2 separate regions of the Mustela erminea genome follow, and region 2 is linked to region 1. A link is a contact called in public Hi-C data. All regions are on one chromosome and are shown on one strand. The core of a region is the stretch at or near the end of the contact, and the rest is flanking DNA. Distances in the headings are between cores, read along the strand shown.

The links. Hi-C and Micro-C count contacts between places; a contact is called where the count stands out from the background.
Region 2: a Hi-C map of fibroblasts shows a contact between it and region 1, with 4 times the contacts expected there. The contact joins the enhancer-like site here to the promoter of GADD45A in region 1. A contact is called at or near these places in 2 of 3 Hi-C or Micro-C datasets (fibroblasts and skeletal muscle).

What each region holds. Positions count from the first base shown.
Region 1 is chr10:54,302,082-54,309,659 of mMusErm1.Pri, forward strand. It overlaps GADD45A (growth arrest and DNA damage-inducible protein GADD45 alpha), which reads right to left and starts at 4,042. Exons shown (of 4, transcript XM_032302502.1): 1 at 3,778-4,042; 2 at 3,131-3,232; 3 at 2,641-2,878; 4 at 881-1,564. The coding sequence starts at 3,821. The coding sequence ends at 1,451. LOC116567447 (a long non-coding RNA gene) reads left to right here. Exons shown (of 4, transcript XR_004276222.1): 4 at 1-861.
Region 2 is chr10:54,414,849-54,422,426 of mMusErm1.Pri, forward strand. No RefSeq gene overlaps it. Among named protein-coding and RNA genes, the nearest start is that of SERBP1, 94 kb to the right of the region's middle. Within about 2 kb of position 3,958, the one cell type or tissue checked has open chromatin away from gene starts, as enhancers often do. A contact at or near this core is called in fibroblasts, where this site is marked.

The sequences.
Region 1 (7,578 bases), core at 2,792-5,291:
GGGCACGGGAATTCTTTACCAGGCCACTTCCCTGTTTGTTCCTTAAACATGGTCTGCAAACTGCACAGCCTTGGCCTGGTCCAGTCACTTCCTGATTGGCGTCACCTCCAGCCTCTTATCCCAGTAATCTCTCTTTCATGGGTCCTGAAGTTATCTTCCCAGAACACTGATCACGTCACTCCCCTTGTGAAGGCCTCTGCCGAATCCCCAGAGTTTACAGAAGGAAGCCCTAATGCCCTTCAGAGTCTGGGCCTAATCCCCACCCCCTTTTTTCGCCTTATCTCTCCCTTCTCTTCCACCCCAGAGGCACACAGAATCACCCTTTGTTCCCTGAACCAGGGTGGGTCTTTCAGGGAACCTGCCTTTGCACAAACCAGGGTCACTGCCAGCAACATCCTTTTCCTCTCTAGCTGGGGAAGTGAAACCTGAGTTCAAAGACCATGTAAAATGACCTGCTCTTGCAGGTAACTTTGGTCACTTTTGCTTCCTTAGCATTCTGCATATATTCTTACTATGACATTAATGTCACTGCATGGTAATTATTCCAATGTTGCAAGTGAAATCTCAAACACTTCTTTCCCGAACTGCAACCCCAACGCTTCTTAAATGAGCTTTGGCTTTTGGACTTTGGACATAGTGTAGAGTAAGGCACCAGTAAGATGTCTGTTTAAATAAAGACTAAGAAATAAAATTATGCCATGTCCAGCCCAAATGCATAAAAGTGGAAAAAATAGATACATGACACATGCAGGTCTCTACCTATATAGAGAGATAGACACATATACTGTAGATACATGATTTCAGAAGGGCTTTTAATTTTTCCATATAAAAAAATTTAAGATACATTCCAAGTTAAAAGAAACAAAAGCACACATTAAGAAATGATGCAATTATTCCATACCAGTTTATTGTAGGTATTGTGTTTCAAAAAATTTATAGCATAAATAACTTTTCATGTCATAAAATAACTTAGTACAATTTATAATAAAACTTTTGAGAATTTAACATCTCATCAAAATACAATAAAATATGGTTTTAAAATATGATTAACCCTTTCTGCTTTTCTTTTACTTGAGGGCATATAAACCAAAAATACCCAAACTACTGCAGCACATTTGAACTTTAACAAAGCACATTTGGTTTATGTAAATGTAACTCAACCATCCTAAATTAATACATAGTTTGTTTTCCTTCCTGCATGGTTCTTTGTAATTTTTTGTTCCTTTTGACTTGTATTTGTTGCAACACACCTTCCTTCTTCATTTTCACCTCTTTCCATCTGCAGAGTCATCTTGCTCTGGCCCCCAGAACATGTAGTTGAACTCACTCAGCCCCTTGACATCAGTTTCTGTAATCCTTGCATCAGTGTAGGGAGTAACTGCTTGAGTAACTACAAAGGTATTTCAAAACTTCAGTGCAATTTGGTTCAGTTATTTTCATTCAGATGCCATCACCGTTCAGGGAGATTAATCACTGGAACCCACTGATCCATGTAGCGACTTTCCCGGCAAAAACAAATAAGTTGACTTAGGGCAGGATCCTTCCACTGTGATGAATGTGGATTCTGGAAACGAAATGAGAAAAATAAATTTACTATTTAAAAAAATCAGCATCTGCTAATAATGACACTCATGTCAAGAGGAAGACAACTTCCTCTTGAACATTCTTTACTTTGGCTGTGTGACAGAGACTAGTTACAACCATAAAAAATAAACTTTCTTCTAGGTAGCTGGTTTCCTGCAGAATCATTAAGGGTAATTCTCCACTAACCCATACTCTGAAAGGATGAACACATGCAACCCTCCGAACCATATACATATGGTTGCATGAGACTTACTTAGTTTTGCATGACAGTATCATTCACAGGTTTGTCCTGTGTAAGACACCTGAGTGAAACAGCTCTGAGACATATTTCCATGCTCTGTGTACAATGAGATGAGAGCTGCGTAACAGTTAACAAGAGCTGCCACCTGATATCCTCCCTAAAGACAGAGTAGTAATTTTCCGGAGTAGCAAAATGATTGGGCTGCCACTTAACTAGACCAGCCAAAAGGTAGTGAACTGTAAAAGACAAAGCTATCAAATTTACCTTTGGAAACACAAGTAATTTACCTATCAAAGGCTTTTATCAGAAAAAAAAGTGTCCATTAAAAAAGGCACAATTGCAAAGAAAAAATTCTCACTCCACCCTCTTAATGTATTTCTAGGGAATTAATAAGGTCTGTCTCCTACACCATTTCTATTTTTAACTTTGAGTGGTGGAGACTGAAGCTGACTCCTTAATGAGGGTGAGCCAGGAATTTATTTGGCTTTATCTAATCTGCCCTACTAAAGAATTAGTCACGGGAGGTAGTGCAGATGTAGGTAGGGAGTAGCTGGGCTGACAGTGCTGACTCACAAGGATCTCTTCCGCTGCTGGCAGCCTCCAACGTGCTTAGACATGTTCTGTACCAGAGAAAATCCTGATGATGAAACCAGCACATCTCGGCTGAAAGTCCAGCCACGCTCTAATGGTGCAAAGGCAGCCACGCTCCAGCCCTCCCCCTCACTGCAGATCCGCAGTCAGGCGACTCTCAACCCTCGGCTCACTTCCCTCCAGGACTCTTAACTCGGACGGGCCTGCAGACCCCTTTCGCTTACCGTCACCAGGACGCAGTGCAGGTCCGGGGGCTGCTCAGCGCCCTCGCTCGAGGCTGGGCTGGCGTCCGTCTCCAGGAGCAGCAGCTCGGCCAGTCGGCCCGGGTTGCTGACGCGCAGGATGTTGATGTCGTTCTCGCAGCAGAACGCCTGGATCAGGGTGAAGTGGATCTGCAGAGCCACATCCCTGTCGTCGTCCTCGTCCGCAGCCAGCAGACACAGCACCACGTTATCGGGGTCGCTGAAGGCAGCGGGAGGGGCGGGTGAGCGCAGAGGCACCACCCGTCTGCGTAGACGCCCACAACACTCGCCAGGGCCCCGAGGTCGCGCCCCGGCCTGCTCGCTCCCCGCACCCCACCTCCGGGGCAGGGGGCCGAGAGGCAGATGGGAAGCCTCAGGAAACTGCGCGGCAGGGCGAGGGGTTCTCCGCGACGTCGCCTCCGGGCTGGGGCGGGAAGGGGTGCCACGGGGGACGCGAGAGGGCCCCACTTACACGTTGAGCAGCTTGGCCGCCTCGTACACCCCGACGGTGATGGTGCGCTGACTCAGGGCTTTGCTGAGCACTTCCTCGAGGGCATCGCCCACCTTATCCATCCTATCCGCGAAGAGAGCAAAGGGGGTCCCGTCAGCCCAGGTCCCTTCGGGGCCATCGCCGCCCCCTCACCCGGCACCGCGACCCTTCCTCCCGAGTCCGTGCGCCGCCGCGCCGCTGGGTTTCTGCAAACGCCAAGCCTCCCCCGGCCCGGTCACCCGCACCCCGCACCCCCGTGACCCCTCGCAAGCCCAGAGGCCAGGAGGCCTGCGAAAAGCCCCGACAGGGCCACCCGCCACCCTCCCCCGCGGGCGCTGCCAGTCAGTCCCTGGCGCTGGGCGCAGCCACAGGCTGCCAGCCGCAGGAGCCGCAGGGGCAGGGACGGTGCCTTCTGCCCTTTGCCGAGGCCCAGAGGGGCTCGGCCGGGTTAGGGGGCACGCTCCTTCCGTCCACCGGCGCCTCTGGGAAGGTTCCCAAGAGAGACGGGCGGGAGGTGCCTCTGCAAACTTTCAGCCGCTCGCTCGCCGGCAAACCTTGCACAGCCGGGACGCGCTGCGGTGCGCGCAGTGGGCGAGAAGGAGTTCCGGGAGAGGCTCCGGCCGCCTTACCTTTCAGTCTTCTGCTCTCCAGCCGAGAATTCCTCCAAAGTCATATTGCAACTGCGGGTCCCCCACAGAGAGAGAGCGGCGTGCCGGCTGCTCCTGCCACTGTGAGCGCTCGGGCGCCTGCTCTCTGCACTCCCTCACAGGCTCCTCCAGCGCCTGCCGCCTCAGCGTCGTCCAGCCGGTACTCCCGCCCCACACGCTCGCCCGCCGCCACCCCTCGCCTCCCTACCGGCAGCTGCCTCACAGCCACTGAAGGACAAAGGCCCCGCTCGCCGGAGTTATCCGGATAACCTCCAGCCAACCACCACCCGCCTTATTTGCATATACACAGCCATTGGGTTATGCAAATAAGCCTGCGCCGACAATTTGACCCTAGCCCCTAGAACCGTGGGGAGAGGAGCGGAAGGGGGTGGAGCCAGGCGGAAGGCGAGTTTAGGGGGCGGGGGCGGTGCTGGGATCGCGGAGGGCGGGGTCGCGAGCAGACTCTTGCCCTGTTCGAGTGGCGGGTAGGAAGGTGGGGGGTCTTCGCCGCGGCGGGGGAGAGGGGGTGTCTTCCACTTGAGGCCGGAGCAGGCTGCCAAGTGTTTTTCTAGTTGGTGCACATTTTTTATGGTAGTTTCATGTCCTTTGTTTTTAGGGGTTGCTATTAAAATGTATTTCCAGGGCGAATGCACCCAAGTCTAGTAATTATTAGTAAGCAGGTTACATAAAAAGAGTGTTTCAGACCTCTGGGGCAAAGTTTACCTCAGAAGTGTTGTTTGTGTAAGTCTAGGCAAAGCTGCTTATTAGTAGTAGTATTATTTCGGTGCCCTGATGGCTGGTTTGATTTATTTTTGGAAGGTTGCAAGGGTTGGAAGCTCAAAAAAGAAAAATCAACACATTTGTGTTTGGCGATGGCACGGAACCAAGTTGGAATCTTTTCCACACAAAGCAGAAAGCCTTCCCACCTGCCGAGGGTAACTCTGGAAAACCATGTTCGCGAGGAGCTGGTTACCACATGTGTGTATCCTAGCCTTGCAGATTCACCTTTCTCAGAGAGCTTTTCCCAAAGGAGGATCCTTCTGCACCGCACCAGCCAAGAGACAAATGTCGGACATCCACACACGTCTAAACTCAAAATACTCTCAATACGCCCTAAGCTTCCTTTCATAAGGCAAGTATGTCACTACCTTCCACAGAGAGCCTATGATCTCACTGTGAATTATTGATGTTAGATGCTGAATCATGAAGCTGCAGCTATAGGACCTTTTAGTCATATGCTAAAATTTCACCTTTGAGATAATGGCAACATGGGGGTGGAAAGCAAGCAGAAGTTACACATTTTTGAGAGGCAAACTTCAGTATATAGACTTTGACTTAATAAGTTGAAAGTTCTCACCTTTGTTTTATGAGTATATGCAATAAATGCAAAAACATGTCTTAAACCTTTTGAAGTCACCAAATGTGGTGAAAATGCCTCCATACACTCTCATTCAAAACCTTGCTTGCATTACTAAGGTCTCTGTACAGCCAGAGGTCAAAGAAGTAATTTTTTGCAAGGTGCATAGGAGTTTTTGCACCTGAATGTTTGTATCATTCTAGGCAAAATATTCTCCAGCTCTCTTGATCCTAATTTAGTGGAAAAGAAAAGTGATATGTTGGTTTTCTGGCTCATTTATTTGAGCTGACATTTTGCACTTAATCCTTAACTGCATTGTCAGCAAGGGGCAACGTTTGAGTAAAGGAATGGTCGTGGCCAACGTATAATTTACCCAAGGATGCATGTGTATTTCATATCTGTGCCCTAAATCCTAACATGTGATGCCTTTGTTAAAGAATTCCTTAAAGTTGAATTTTTGGAGGGTGCTGAAATACTTTCAGTTGTGCAAACAAAACATGAATTATACAGTATGGCCTGAGTCATCATTTGAAAATTGTTGAACTGTGTTCTGTGAAACTCCAAGTTTCTATCCACTAGGTATTTCTTACAGGTTCTTTGGAAGAAAATGTGATCACAGCAGGCTCACAAAGAATTAGGGAATTGTGTGAGTTCTTGATAGCAGGGACTGTGACTTCATGAATGTGGTGTTCTCAGCATCTTGTACAATTTCTGCATTTAACAGAACAGTCAGTGTTTATTAAGTTGAATAGAATTTGAGAGCTGAACGAGATCTCAGGATCCTGCAGTCCTGTGCAGTGCATGAATCGTCTCTAAGATATTACACCTGTAACTTTAATTCAAAAATGTTTCTTTGATGTCATACTATATACCAAGAACTATACAATTTCTGATCCTTTGCCTTTAAAGTGCTTGCCATCTAATTGGTATGCCCATGCTTGGATTGGATTTTGGGACAAAATAGTGTGCACTGTCATCAGCTAGCTATGCTGAAAGTCCCATGACTTTAGTCATCTGAACGGAAGCTGTAGGACAGTAGAACCCGTGTATTGTTTACGCCAATTCAAATGAACCATGGCCCTAATAATGCCCCTCTCAAGTCAACTATATACAGTGAAAATGTGGTATAAAGTGGTTATTTCTTAATATAGGCATAGACCCTCACTCTAAAACTGTATTTCATGCTGTATTTGGCCTCATGGGAAGGTAATTTGTTCAAGTGTTGTGGGGTTGTTCTCTGTGAGATAAGCCTAGCTTTCCAGTATTCAAAAATATTCACTTGTCATACTTTCTGACTCAGATGTGTTATATCATTTCCCCTCACTGCTGAGTCTACCTAGAATGTTTCATCAGTGATTATCTTCCAAAGTGGTCCTCTTGGCTGAAAGTGGAGGCTGCCATTTCACTACAGTCAGATTACAGTTATATGTTGATGATGATTGAACACAGATGATTTATTTCATAAACACTTATTAGTCCTAGGGGATGTTGCTATCCAATGACAGACCAAAGGAATTTCCCTAGATCAGGATAGAATATGCATGTATACATATTTGTAAAAATAACTCTTGATATGTGAGATCATTTTAAAAACTACCCCAAGTACTTCAACTGCACAGGACTGGAATGATCTGTAGTAATATTTGTAAGGATGCCAAATGGTTATATTCAGAAACCAGATGAAAATGTACTCAAGAATAGTTAAATTATCTTAGTACTGCTACCTACTTTGTATTTTAAGAGTCTTTTTGAAATTTTCTTCCTTTTATCATACATGTCTTCCTACTAGTGGTTGTACAGAATAACTTTTTTTTTTTTCAAAACTTAGTCCTTTAACATCCAAAAGAAATATGATGCTTATTGTTTCAGTATTAGATGGATCACTGTTTATATTAAAGATCAATTAGATTGTGACATAGTTTTATAAATATAACTATATAGCTATTATATTTTATTAAAAATCATACAGTTTCTGATATATTTTTTGTGTAAGTCTGGTGAAGCTAGTTTCTGAAGTCCAGCTGTGAATTTTCTTCATTTTTTTCTCCCAGAGAAGATTATTCAGCCAAAATTTACTGTTACCTAAAAATGTCATGTTTTTAGGGTCAATATTTCCATTTGAATTTAACATAAATGTTTAGCATCTTGGACCATCACTGTGGTAGGCAAATTCTAAGATGACCTCCATGATCTCTAACCCCTGGTATAAAGCTCTGTATAATCCTCTTCCCTTGAATGTGGACAGAACCTATGCCTTGTTTCTAACCACTTGAATATGGCAGTGGTGTTGCACTAACACATCCACAATGGTATTACATTCTATGGCAAAGGTGAAAGGATTGCAGATGTAATTAGGTCCCTAATCAGCTGACTTTGAGTTAATTGAAAGGGAGATTATACTAGTTGGACCTGACCTAATCATGTAA
Region 2 (7,578 bases), core at 2,708-5,207, 110 kb after region 1:
TGAAAGTGAACCTGAGCCCAGCTGCGATGTCAGGTGAAGGCAGACCCAGAACATGACCATGTCAATGATACGGCAACTGAGGCCCAGAGAAGGGATGTGCCCGCAGCCACAGAGCTAGAGAGTAGAACAAGAACTAGAACTCAGGCCTGACGCCAAAGTTCATACACTTCTCAGCAATCCCCAATTTTGAGGAGGTTGTAAGTGCCTGATTTGCATTATTAGACTAGATGATCTTCCAAAACTTAGATGGATATAACTTTACTGGACAGAACAGCAACTGGACATAATGTTCTGGTGCATTTACCATTTACCGTGCACTTTACTGTTGCAGCATTTAAAAATGAATTATCTCACTTTAACCCAGAACAACCCTGTGGGGCCACAAAGGACACTTAGCGCCGAAACTCAGTCCTGTTTTCTTGGCCTCCCTTTCCACATCAGCATGCCGCCTCACCTTCATGTAGTCACTGTGGAAAACCCTAGGTATCACCATATCTCAGTGCCTTTAATTTCATAATTTTGTACTTTACTGCAAGTGACTTGAACTTCCTGAACTTCAGTTCCCTCCTCCATAAAATGGACATAGTAATGTAAGTTGTCCAGATGCCCAAAGGAAACTACACACATAGCATGCAGGGTTCACATCCAGTTCCCTGTTGCAGCTTATCAGGTCCTCCCACAGATGCATTTGATCAACGGTTTCGCGGCATGCCCTTTCTAATCCCTTCTACCAGGTCTTCTCCATGTCATAGGCTGGTGCCCTCTGCCTCACCAAACCCTGCCCCTCCAAAGCAGTGTCACCTCCTCTGAGAAGCCCACCCTAACTCCTTCAGTCAAACAGAACCCTCCCACTTTTGAATTTCTATTGAAATTACGGTTCTTGCCCCACTTGACTGTACTTTAGGCTCATGACACTAACTGGGTGACTGTCTTCTTTTTCTACCATACCACACCAGTCAGGGATCTTTTATAACAGATAAAGCTGAATCTTTAACTCGGGCTTTCAAACATTTTTGATATCTATACATCTCTCTCTACCTGACTATTCATCCTCACACACAGATATATGATGTTGTATATATATATATACACATATATCATATAGGCACCTGTATTTATACATGTATATCAATATGCATATGTATATATTTTTGTAACTCAGCTCCATTTGAAGAATAGATCAACATCTGGAAGACCTTTGTTTTTCTTCCCTAGCTTTGAAAAGATAAAGAAATGGATGCTAAACTGGGGCAAAGGGAAGAGAGGGAAAGGAGGCAGATAAGCTTGCGTGTGGGGAAAGGAGATAAGAAAAGCTAAATATAGTATCTCATTTAACTGTCAGACCCACCCTGCTGTGCTGTTCGCTTTACAGTCGGGAAAGGGAGGCCTGGGAACGTTAAGTGCCACACCCAAGCTCACAGAGCCAGACTGATCCTCGCTCTGCCTGGGTCTGAAGTTAGTGCCTTTCCTGCATCTCCCTCACGCAGCGGGTCTGCACACGCTCTGAGCCAGGCCGTGTGTGTTGAATTCTGGTCCTACGGCTTGCTCATTATGTGACCTTGGGTAAGTTACCTAATTCTAGGCCTCGGTTGCATCACCAATAAAATGGAGTGGTACACAGAGGACAGCTTTGGGAAGAGTTTGTCAACCTGAAATGAACCTCAGCAAGTAGAACACTTAGGAAAGTTCCCAGTGCAGAATTAGGGCTCTGTCAGCATGAGCTGTGATCTCAGGTCTCCCCATGAAGGGAGCAATGGCCCCAGCAGATCCAGGAGGAGCCCACTTCCTCCACACCAACTTGTCCTCTGTCCCCCTTCCCCAAGCTCAGGACCCTGCCAGGAGCCCAGCTGCTCACACCATCACAGCCTAGATTCCCATCCTTTCTGCAGGGGATTTCAGCTAGGGCACAGGTGAACTTTTGATGACAGGAAAAAAGATCTTGTAGAAAACCAGTGAAAGCAAAACTCTTCAATATGCTCCACTTTACCAATATCTCCTGGATTTGCAGTTCACACAGTCAACTTCAGTTTCTGCTTCATTTTCACATCTCCCTTCTTCTCCAGCATGGTCAGGAAAATGCCTGGGATCACAGGGCTCCTAAGTGCAGCAGCTGGGATCTGAACACAAACCAGCTGGCTCCAGACCCTGCCTGCTGAATGACTACCCCACAGAGCTGCCCCCTTTCCTTCTAGAAAATGCCTCGAAGACAGGCATCACCTCCAACCAGACATCTAGCAGTAGCCGGCACCTAGCATCTTGTTCGTCATAAATCAGCAGGACCCAATGACAGACTTGTTGCCTGACAACGTTAAATGTTTTCATCTTTTCTTTTCAGAGTCAGTTAGGCCGGGTTGAGTTGAGGAGAGATTAAAATATTCATTCGTTCATTCATTCATCATTCATTCATCAAACGCATACTGAATACCTAACCTGGGCCAGACTCCAAGCTAGGCACTAGAGAAACAAAAACAATAAGACAAGAACCCTGCACTCCAGGGGCTCAGAGTCCATGTTGGAGTGGGGGTGGGGGTGGGGGAAGTGCAGGGATTCTCAACCCTGGATGAACATTTTCATCTGCAGGAGAGCTTTTAAAAAAATAATGATGCCTGGCCCTTACCTCCAAGTGGTTTTGATTTAATTGTTCTGAGATGGGGCCCCAGGGTCTGTTTGTGGAATTTTTTAGATTTTTTTTTTTATTATTATTTGACAGAGATCACAAGTAGGCAGAGAGGCAGGCAGAGAGAGAGAGAGAGAGAAAGAAAGAGAGAGAGGAGGAAGCAGGCTCTCTGCTGAGCAGAGAGCCTGATGTGGGATTCGATCCCAGGACCCTGGGATCATGACCTGAGCCGAAGGCAGAGGCTTTAAACCACTGAATCACCCAGGCACCCCGGTTTGTGGAATTTTTAAAATAAACTTTTTAAAGACAGGTTTAGATTTACAGAATTATTATGAAGGTCCTAAAGAGAACTGCAGTCTACACCACACCTAGTTTCACCTACTGTTCACATCTTACATCAGTATGGTACATTTGCCACAGTGAATGGACCAATATTCATGCATAGTTACTAACTAAATTTCATACTTTATTTAAATGTCCACACCTTTTTCCTAAGGTCCTTTTCCTGTCCCAAGATCCCATCTGGTAACCTCACCAGTACATTAATTATCTTGTCTCCTTAGGCTCCCCTTGGCTGGGACAGTTTGTTGGCTTTGATGTTTTTGGTCTTTTTTAAAGTTCTTCAGATTCTAATACATAGTTAACGGGGTCAAAAGCTTGGAATTTCTAGAGGCAGGCTGTCTGGGGTCAAATTCTGGTGGCGCCACTTGACAGCTGTGTGACCTTGGTACAGTAACAAGTAAGGCTGTGGGGCCTCCATCTTCTCACTTGTAAAATGGGCATAACAATAGAATCTATACCTCTGAGCTGGGAAGGTCCAATGAGGCCAACCTTTCAAAACCTTCTCACATCATAGCACCTAGGGAAAATACATAGTATTTGGTATTATGCACTGGCATGGTATACAACACAAGTTATGCTGGTATAAACGGATAGGTCTGCTCACAATGGAGAACAAGAGGATCAAAGAGTGGGCCACCTGTAGCTCTGGGACACCATTGTAGGAAGTTGGGGTTGACACACGTGAAGGCACTCATTCTCCCTGGATCTGCACGGGCCCATCATCAATGGCTTCTGTAAGTACAAGGGAGGAGACAGACCCGTGAAAAGCAGGGAGTAGCACAGACCTGGGCAGTGAGAGGGGGCAAGGCCAGCGCAGCTACTGCGGGGGCCCGTTTGTGTCTTTCCAAAGGGAATGTGCATTGTCTCAGCAGCCAGAGGGAAATGCTCTAACTTCCTGAGAAACGCCGGGTGACCAGCTCTGGACAAACCCCAGGGCACCTCATTATACCGCGAGGAACAAGAGCAGCCAGCCTGCTGACACATGAAGAATGCAGAACGCCTCGCCAATTAAGCGCTGGCACTCGGAAACTGAAGGCTCAAGATTCCTCGTCCGGAGCCTCTAAGGCCAATCCCTCCTGCGGCTGCTGCCTCTCTAGCGCCACCACCTGGTATCTGCGGGGTGGTTTGCAGCCTGCAGAACCTGCCAAAACTGGTACTGTTTTTTCTTTAATGGATTTTTCTTTGAGAAATACAAGACTTGTGGATATTAAATAAAATCAATTTCTAGGGGAGAAACTTAAAAATCACAATAGGGGGAAAAAAGCTAACACTGTGTAGGCTATAGCAGAACCCAGAGAATATATTTGTATCATTAAAAAATTCTAGGTGCTTCCTAATTGACCTTTTGATACAAAATGAGCTATTAAATTTGTAATTGGTGGTTCTTGGTGTGGAGGTTCATAGGACAAGCTAGGGAGCCTTCAAACCTTGAGCTGACTTCCCTGGGGAGTTAGTTATTTGGCTTTTGAATCAGGTTTTCTTTGTTTAAGAGGAAGCAGCTGGAACAGCAGCCAACTTCCGGGCAGTTTCTTTCTTGGGGTGGGGAGACTGCAGAACTACCACAGCTTCATCCACTCGGGAGCTGGGAGCCAGGAGACAGTGGCCATGGCACAGGCAGTAGCCTGGGGTTGCCAATGTCCAGCAACGTTCCCTGAATCTTTCCAGCCAACTTTGAATGCAAGTGGGAGCCAACTTTCTCATAGCATCTGCTTCCATTCCTGAGAAAGTGCTGTGGCCCAGCATGGAGGCAAGCAAGGCCTCCTGCTCTCCATAGATGCCACAGTCTGTGGTGCCTATAGGTGCCTGAGGGTAGAATGAGAGCAGTGGCCACTGAAGGCATGTTTGAGTGATGCAAAGACACTGGCCATTTGGATTCCAGCTAAGCTTTGTTTCCTCAAAGCAGACCTGGGGATCAAGTTCCAGATTCAAGTGTCCAGTGCATCTTCAGTTACAGGACGTCAACCCCTCCACCCCCCTACATTTGCTAGGCATATATTTCTTGAAGCTAAAGAAATGACAGATGCAAAGAACTTTTAACTTGAGATGGTTCTCTCAGCAGTTTGGCCACAGATAGACCACTACCATCCCTATCAGACAGTCCTGGCACCTTTGAGACCCAGAGAGATTCATGGGCGATTTAGAAGTCATGATAAACGCTGATGTGCAGAAAAGACTTAGTGCCATGAAGTGCTGTGTTCCTCATCTTACAGTGAAGTGTATACATTCCAAGAGTGTTATAAAGGACACATCAGGGGTTGAATTTTAGCCCTACCGTGTGACCAGGGGTAAATTATTTAACCTCCCTGGGCCTCCATTTCCTCATTCGTAAAATCAGGATTAAAAACACCATCCTCGAGGTGTTGCATTGGGAGGATGAAGAAGCATAGTAAGTGCTAAACTTACCACCCGGCACATGGCAAGACCTCAGCCAAGGGTAGCTGGGACTAGGAGGAGTCCCACCATGACTTTGTGAGGCAGGACACACCTGCTTCACTGAGGAAGAAATTATAGCTCAGAGACAGGGGTGACTGAGCCATGGAAGTGGCAGAGGCTCTTGGGGCTCAAACCATGATTCTCTAGACATTGAGTGCAGGGCCCTTTCCTCACACCATAGACAAGGCACCTGCCAAGACTGTAGACACTCAGCTGAGGCAGAGACCTCAGGGCTGGAGAAACAGCCACATCAGAGGAAACAAAGCAGGCAGTGGGGGACCCCCAGACAGGCGGGACCTGGACACCCAGACCTCAAGGCTTAGACACAACCCTGGATGGGTGGCAGGGAGGGCCAGATGGGTGTGTGATGCCAAGGCATGAGGTCCTTGGCATGAAAGGACAGGTGGTCTCACAAGCAGCCAGTGAAGCCTGACTCAGGGAGTGGCATGAGGACATGAGAGACCAGAGGCAGAAGACCAGGAGACACGGAGAACTGAGAGATTAAATGGCGGGAGGAAAACCTGACCAAGAGCCCCACAATAGCATTAGCTGAGGAAGGCATGTGCCTTTTTGGGCAGGACAGGTGAAAACAGTCTGTGATAAAGTCAACTAAGGAGCTCCTTTAGAGTTCCTTCTGAGGACATTAAAAAAAAAAAGTGTTTTTCCTTATCAAACCAAGTAACATTCCCTTTATCTCCAAAAACAAGTCAAATTCCTCCAAGTCCACAGTCAAGTGAAATTAGCTGGGAGAAATAGGACTTGATATGATTTGATCTGGGAGGCTCTAATATCCATGTGTTGTGTGTCTGTGATGTCCACGTGTCTGTCCAGATGTAAGCAGAATCTCTTTAAGCCTGTCTTCAGAGTCCAGGAGTCAAGGAATTTGGGAATGAAAGGTCATACAGCTCAAATTTCCCTCTAGAGCCTCCCTTCCAAAGGAAAGTGGTCTGCCAGGCTTTGCTTGAACATCTCTGAGCTTGCTCCCAGCCAAGGAAGCCCCTTGCATATATGGACGTTTCTAAAATCTGAATTTTAGAAAATGTTTCCTTGTTTGCCTGTCAGGATTCCTTCAGTTGCCAGTGACAGAAAGTCCAGCTGAAACTGTCATTACCAATAAATAAATAAGGAATACACTGCGTGACAGACTCTTGACATGACAACCGGAAGCCCCTCCAATGAACGATGTTTAGCCCCAGCTGATGGAGAGCAATCTTTAATCCTCAACCCCTCCAGGAATTGCCTTGCTGCCCCAGCCTTTCCTGGGGTAACCCAAAGCCAATGAGTAATCAATGCCAGAGTGTAGAGGTCTGGCTCATCTCCACCCAACTCAGGGCGCGGCTAAAGCTGTTTTTAGGCCTGTGTTTGGCTTTGGTCCTCCCTGGGCAACTTCTACTTCCTTCCCTTCCTCAAGTATTCATACCCAGGACACACACCAGTAAAGATCCCGCCCCCCAGACTCCAATGGAATCCACTTTCCAAGAAACAAAATTGTGACATACCACCTCACTTAACTGAAAGATCTAGAGGACATCAGGCTCGGCTGCTTCCAGGGGCTCAGAATGAAAGAGTCGGGGCGGAGTATTACCCCTTCCTTTGGCTGCGAGTTCCTTTGTGTTGACTTCCCCTGTAGATATATGCACTTGTGAATGCAGTGAGGGAAGAAGATTTTTACCAACAAATTCCTAGAAACTCAGAATGTACTTCTCATCAACCTAATCTGAGTGACAAGCTGATTCTTAGACCAATCATTGAGGCCAGAGAGGAAGGGGTATGCTGATTATCTTAGGCCAGAGCCATAAGATCCCCTGGAGGAAGGAATAGAGTTAGCCCACCAAAATAACCATGTTGACCAAGAGGAAGAGAGACCTATTCCCTGAACAAGATGTGAGTTCTGTGAATGAAAGAGAAGCAGACACTGTGCAAGCAAACCCTGCAAAGGTCTATCACAATTTCGCCACGAGGGACTTGATCCCCATGCTGTTCCCATCCATGGGGCCCCCTGATGCCAGTCCAAGCCCTCAGCCACCAGACAGCCCTTCAGATATCTGGAGAAACCCACTCCAGCCCCACCTCCAGTCTGCTCCCTCCTGGTTCCCGACCTTCCATTCTCCTATGGCCTGACCCTGAACTCTCTCACCTCTCAAGCCATTTTCTTCTAAAAACAATCTATCTTTTGTCTTTGGTTT